2 separate regions of the Arabidopsis thaliana genome follow, and region 2 is linked to region 1. A link is a contact called in public capture Hi-C data. All regions are on one chromosome and are shown on one strand. Each heading gives the region's core, a stretch centred on a gene start, on an enhancer-like site or on the middle of the called end of the contact. The rest is flanking DNA. Distances are from core to core; before and after follow the strand shown. Region 1 holds the start of AT5G28060 (Ribosomal protein S24e family protein). Region 2 holds the start of AT5G28237 (Pyridoxal-5'-phosphate-dependent enzyme family protein).

Region 1 (3,487 bases), core at 665-3,164:
ATTCATGAAAAAATAAACTAATTGATATATAACACATGACATAATGAACTTCTCATCGTTTTTCTCCTCTCTTATACTTTTTCTATTCTTTTAATATTATTTTGGTAGAAATATCTAATTCTTATAAAAAAGTTTATATAACTTTTCAATAAACATATTCACTATCTAGTATTTGTAAATCAATATCTAGTTCTTATAAATCAATATCTAGTATTTTACATGTTAAGTCTCCCAAATGGGTTCCTTACTTCCTTCTTGTAAAATCCCTAAATTTTTCCAATGGTTTTTCGGTTTAACATGAGACAAGGAAACATCTATTTTGCTTATTTAGATTGTTGTATCCGTCATCGATGTTGCGTTGGTGGAAAATGATAAACCTTTGAATGGTTCATTGATATACATTTGAAAATGCAGAAAGTTGAGTTCTTTAGAATATTGCAGTCAAAAATAGAATTCCCCTGTGAAACCAGAACGTAGTCTTTTTTTCTTTATTCTCATGACAACTAATGAATTTCAAGTAGAATCCAACTTTTAATCTTGTGGTATGTGGTAGCAAAAATTGAAAAGTTGAACAATAGTCTCAATCTCCGAAACGCAAGAGGATGAAGTTTAAAATCAATGTATTCAAACAAAATCTTAACCACATGTTTCTCTAAAACAAGATCCAAACCAAAATAGAGCAAGTGTGACAAAAAGAAGCACAAAATCGAGAAATAATTAGAAGATGTCTAATAGCAAACATGGCTTCAAAGAAGGAGTGATGCAGAACAAAAACCATATTGCTGCTTTTGTCCTCTTCAAACGTCTTACTTCTTCTTGGTATCACCAGCCTTGGTCTACACTCACAAAACAATGCAAATATCGTTAAGACAAAACAGGCACAAACATAACAATAGCAAATGTAGATTTCTGGTTAGTGTTGGTCTCTCTTACCTTCTTAACACCACGGATCTTCTTCGCCCTGTTCTTCCTCTCCTTGATCTGTTTCCTTGATTTCTCAATCTTGGTGTCAAGTCCATTCTGTCAATCACATCAACAATCATTTCAGTATGAGATTGCAACACCATTGTTTCATCGCAAAGCAGTGAAAATCAAAGCACCAAGAGTAAGCTAGACTAAAAACTAGAACCAAAAGTTTTACTTAACTATCAAACAAGTAAAGAGAAATTACCCTGATAAGTCTGTACTTAGGCTCAAACTTCTTAGCGTTCTCGACAGTATCATAGATCAAACCATATCCAGAAGATTTACCACCTCCAAAGTGAGTTCTGAACTTGAAACAGAAGATAGCATTTGGGTCCTTAACCTCATACATCCTCGCCAATTTCTCCTTAAGCTCAGCCTTCAAACAAGTAAAGCCCCACCCAGTACACAACATCACTAAGAAACAATACACAACTGCACAAGCTTGGATTGTAATCAACACAAGCCAATGTACGTAAAGAACATACCTTTGAAACATTGGCTCTTCCAGGATGAAGAACATCAATAACCTACATTAATTGATTCAAAATCTGATGATTAATACTCCAAATGCAACATCGAAATGAATCCAAATACTAAACATCAAACCTAAAAGTTGCAAAATTCAAAATTTCCTCTAGCAATACATCAAAATGATCAATGAATCTGTTCTTATAAGATTGTTTCTACCTAAACTATAGTTTTTATCATTCGATACAGCGAAGACGTAACACTGTGAGATTGCAAAATGGAACATAGAGATGGGAACTCACGAATTGCTTTCTGGCGAGAAGCCTGTTGGTCATGAAGTTTCTGGTCCTGATAGTGACAGCTTTTTCCGCCATGGCTGCGATTTACTTTCCGAGATCAGTCTCTGAGCTCCGGTTTTGAAAATCGACGAGTTTCGCAGCGGCTTTGGAAGGAGGAGCACACTAAACCCTAGATTATTTATATATAGCTCTCTTTCAGATTATTAGGGTTGGTTTCGTTTGATGGGCCGAATTTAATTGGGCCTTACAATATCCATGCCCAGAGAATAGATTAGTTTGTTTCGGGTTTGATATACAAAGACAAAACAATTGTCTATTTTGATCATTCATGTTATAAAAACATACTTTCATATTTTATTTGATTAACGAACGACAATATCATTGTATACTGTATAATTATTTCTAATCTTTTGTTTACTTATTTTTGATTTTTATTTTCTAGAAATTTTCTTTTAATTAATTTAATTCAAATAAACATATATATTATAAATTGATTAGCTGCAAGAAGTTTTTAAAGTTTTTCCATGTGTTTATGTCAATTAAATGAAAAATATTTAAGAGGAAGCTACATGGCATAAGACAAATTGCAATCACATCTTCTCTCGATTCTTTTCATTTCAACCAAAACAATCATATGTCATCCTTCAATCCTAGCATATATTACCACGTCATAACGATTCTACACAAATTGTCATGTTAGAGCAGGTCCATTGGGGATTGAAAATTTCTTATCAAGAATCCTTAGCAAAATAAGACAAAATTTAAATGAAACATGTGATATAAACTTACGAACGACCTAAGCTTAGAGTTTTTTTTGGTGTTAAGGTTCGATGACGTGTCCATTTCTCATTGGACGCGTGTTTTGACAAAACAATATTTTTTTTTCAGTTGCCTGTGGTTTTTCTCATTTCTGGATATCTCTATTCTCTTCTTTGGTGCGATGGCGATTGAACGGTCTCTGATGATCATCAGCCTCACGCGTTCATGTTCATCAAATCGGAAGAGAATATCAACGAAATTCGTCTCTTATCCACTGTCCTCATCATCTCAACCGACGGTGGTCAACATGGACGAGTTTGGTGAACCAAATCGGAGAGAAAACGTGCATAAATTGGAGATTTGTGTCAAGCCATGGTCCAATCAAATTCTGAATATATAGATCTAACAATTTAATTGTGTATATCGGGATTAATTAGGGTTATTGTTAGATTTTATCAAAATTAGGGTTTCCTGAATAGGGAATTTTAGAAGATAAATTAGGGTTAATTGATGGTAATTGTTGACATTTCTAAGACAAGAATAGATTGATACTCATTGAGCTTATTAGAAGAGAAATTGAATAGCTCATGAAAAGCTTTATTGTGCAAAGAATCTAAAGAGAGAGAGAGAAGCTTTAAGATTGTCTAGAAGAACAAAAATGATTTTGATTGTGATTCATATAAATGTTTGAGGGTGACTGCTCAGAGAGGCAGCCTTGGTTACATGACAACATCATAGATATATATATATATATATATATATCTTATTATATAAAGTACGGAGTTACTAACTCACGAGATCATGACACGTGTCAGGTCTATCATTGAGATGTTGACATATGTTAAAAAAAAGTTTCTTTAAAAAAAAAAAAACATATTTACATATACTAATTTATAGTTCTATATCTAAAAAATTTAACTTATAATTTTTTTAATTAAAAAGGAAAACTAACAATAAGATGAAGTGTATAGAATTAAATTTTATTTGTATTGAAA
Region 2 (3,487 bases), core at 669-3,168, 140 kb after region 1:
TAGAACTAGGAGTGAAATCCTAGAATGACAATCAAGTTATTATTATACAATTAAATACTACCACGGGTGAAATCCTAGAATTGACGGGTTTGATTCGATATTAATATGGGATGGTGTACTACGGGTGAAATCCGAGAAACAACAATCAAAATACAATTATACAATATTAAACATTTAACAAAATAAACAAATACAACTTAAAACTTTAAAATTTGAGTTATAAAATTTCGTCTCGTGGTGAATTATACATTTAAATCAAACAATAACATAAATTTATTAAATCATCCTACAAAATATTCAATTATTTTTTAATTAATGAAAATATAAGCCCGCGGTATACCGCGGGTTAATATCTAGATACAAAAAAATAATCAAATTTCAATTCTATAAACATACTAAATAATATATCTAAATATACAAAATATAAAAAATAACAAATAATTATAAGACTGTGAATTATATATTACGAAAGTAATTACTGTCAACACTAAAATAAAATATAGACCCGTGGTATACCGCGGGTTAAAATCTAGTATATACTAAAACTGTTGGGTTTTTTTTTTTATATATAAATTAACAAAATTTATATATGCTGCAAAACGAGACCTGGTTATATTTGGTTATGAGTTGAAATAGCAAGTTACCTGAGCACCAAGGAGTTTCATGGAAAGTACATTAAAGGATTGTTTCTCTATATCAGCAGCTCCCATGAAAACAGTACACTCCAAGGAGAGCTTTGCACATGCAGCCGCTGTGGCGACTCCATGTTGTCCGGCTCCAGTGGCCGCCACCACACGGCTGCAACCAAGCCGCCGGGAAATCATGGCCTGAGCGAGAGCATTATTGATTTTGTGAGACCCACAGTGGCTAAGATCTTCCCGTTTCAAGTATATCTCTGGTCCACCTTCGATGGTTGGAACTATGTTCTTGTAGTGTTCGGTTAGACGTTCGGCGAAGTAGAGAGGCGTTTCTCTTCCTACGTAGTCTCTTAACGCTGTGGTAAGCTCCTCCTAGTTATAATTAAAAATAAAGCAATTATGTTTTATTTCCAAAACAAAAAAAAATGTTTTCTGCAAAAAACTTATAACTCATCTCTTTTTGCGACTTTATCCTCGACATCTAATACATGTTAGATTAACCCTACGGAATCTAATATAATACGCAGTATAACCCTTTTTCACCATTTTTGTTACCATCAATTTTGTAAAATATTGACATATAATGTTAAATCGAAGCCACTTCGACAAAGAGTTCAACTCTACCTTCAAAATTTTAAAATTCTAATGTATATGACCGTAAAAACGTTTATAATATACGTATAAGGATCATATTTTAGATTCTTTTAGACGTGATAAGATTAACTTGCATTTATTAAAGGTGATGTGTAAAGTTGCAAAAATAAATGAGTTAGATGATTTTTTTGCAAAGAATCTAAAATAAAATATATATCCATTGGATATTTAAGTAACCATTTTGTTTGAACTTGCCCTTTTGGTTTTGTGTTTATGTTTTTTTTTGCAATAAGCTCAATATATGAGAAAAACGAACCTGAAATTCGTGATCGCACCTAACAAAGTTAAATTCGTCTTCAAGTTCTATCAGGCGAGACATCAATGTCTCCGGTACAAACTTCCCACCGAACCTCCCGAATTTACCGTTACCGTCACCACGAAGAAACTGCCTCTTGTCGGTTCTTGTTGGGACCGAATCCAACGATGGACCACTATTACTGCTGAGTGCATTGATTTCACGGTGGTGGCGTTTTGTGGAAACGCCGCAAACAACCAAGTGTGTCATACGGTGGTTTCTTGCCGGAACCCTAAGAAGTGGCTGCCCTCGTACCTGGATTTTACTGGACGACATTTTCTCTCTCTTTTCTTTCTTCCAGAATACTTGTTATATCTATTTGAGATTTTCTTAAGGAAACATTTGTTTTGATAAGTGCTTTTTTATAGTTGGAACGAAAATAATTTGGTTGACCAAAAAAAAACGGAGATGATTGTTTTTTTGTTTTGCTACGCATCCATTTGAGTTTTTACATGTTTAACACGTTGTTGCATAATTGCATTTGTACACTTTAACAAAAAAAAAAAAGCATTTGTATTGTATACTAGTCCTCTTCATTCTTCAGAAATATAACTTTATTAACGAGAGAAATACATTTAGTTTTTTTCTATGGAAGAGAGTAATTTTCACTTATTTAAATACCTTAAGTGGGAGATATATAACTTTATGTATATCCTCGTTTATAACTAACTTATTATAGATGTGAGTATAGGAGTTTTTTTTTTTTTTTTTCTGTTCAAGCTTAATATGATATAAGAAAGGAAAAGAAAAAAGGCGATTTTAGGTTTCATTGACTTCTAATTCAATCTAAATTAGAAAGGATTGACATATTTTCTTGACGATCTTATTTCTAAGTTTTTTTTTTATATTTTTAGATGTGAGCTCTTAACAAATAACATCACACATGGATGGAATTTTGAATGTTAATTTCTTTCATCTTTGTGCGTTTGAAAAATAAATGACACGATAAGACAATAACAACACATATTTTCGGGAGAAACAAAAATCAAGAGGTTGTGGTTTTATTTCATGTGTTTCATAGTGTTTGAAGATAAGGTTTTATACTTTTCTTGTTTCTTTTTTGTCACCTTTAAATTGTGCTATGTACTATGTGACGTATAAAGTCAGTTTTCTTATTAGAAAATAACATAATAATAGTTGCTCAGATAATTCTGATTCAGGCATCAATGACATGCTTATATTAGAGATTAGGTAGGGATTAATGGCGCATGCGATGGGAGGCCCATAATCATGAGGAAACATGTAATGTCCCACATTGTGAGAGAAACCTTGACTAATATATAAGAGATATAAGCTACTCTACCTATTGTCAATTGGTTTTAGGTTAGAAACCCATACGACTTTAACATGGTATCAGAGCCAGGTTATATGAGATAAATTAAAATCAGCATTATTTCATTGAACTCTAAATCATGAAACACTACATTCTTTTATTTGTAAACTCTCATCCCTATATATAAAATCTATGTAAGAGCTTCTAAATAACGTTGTCCTATTAATTTAAATTACGTGTTTTAACAAAAAAGCGTCTGATACATGTGACGTGAACGTGAAGGAGTCCCACACCCATGTCAAGTCATCGTACTAGAAAGGAAATATAGCTTTGCTTATTCAATTGAGCTACCTGGAGAGAATTTCTAAATATCTATATGGTATCAGAATTGCTATGATTAATCACTATCTCACATTTTCTTGTCCTTCTTTTCGTTATACGTCAAATCTATGCCCTGTCCAAGACTCCAAGTCCAACCTATACATACCCAAAACATCCTTTAATTTCATTGTTAATATGTTGAATATGACCGAATTAGCATCTTCAAATTTATATCACATGGTCTGGTCTACATATTTCTCAATGGTCATGACCACCTTTCCTCTACTATGAAGTATTACCACTTTT

What was found. Capture Hi-C pulls out chosen DNA fragments and counts their contacts.
Region 2: a capture Hi-C map of seedling shows a contact between it and region 1, with 2.2 times the contacts expected there. The contact joins the promoter of AT5G28237 here to the promoter of AT5G28060 in region 1. A contact is called at or near these places in 1 of 26 Hi-C or Micro-C datasets (callus) and 1 of 3 other capture datasets (seedling).

The regions. Positions count from the first base shown.
Region 1 is chr5:10,068,985-10,072,471 of TAIR10.1, forward strand. AT5G28060 (Ribosomal protein S24e family protein) reads right to left here and starts at 1,915. Exons shown (of 5, transcript NM_122689.4): 1 at 1,737-1,915; 2 at 1,452-1,493; 3 at 1,172-1,342; 4 at 934-1,020; 5 at 456-836. The coding sequence starts at 1,808. The coding sequence ends at 807.
Region 2 is chr5:10,211,680-10,215,166 of TAIR10.1, forward strand. AT5G28237 (Pyridoxal-5'-phosphate-dependent enzyme family protein) reads right to left here and starts at 1,919. Exons shown (of 5, transcript NM_203115.2): 1 at 1,549-1,919; 2 at 645-1,010. The coding sequence starts at 1,863.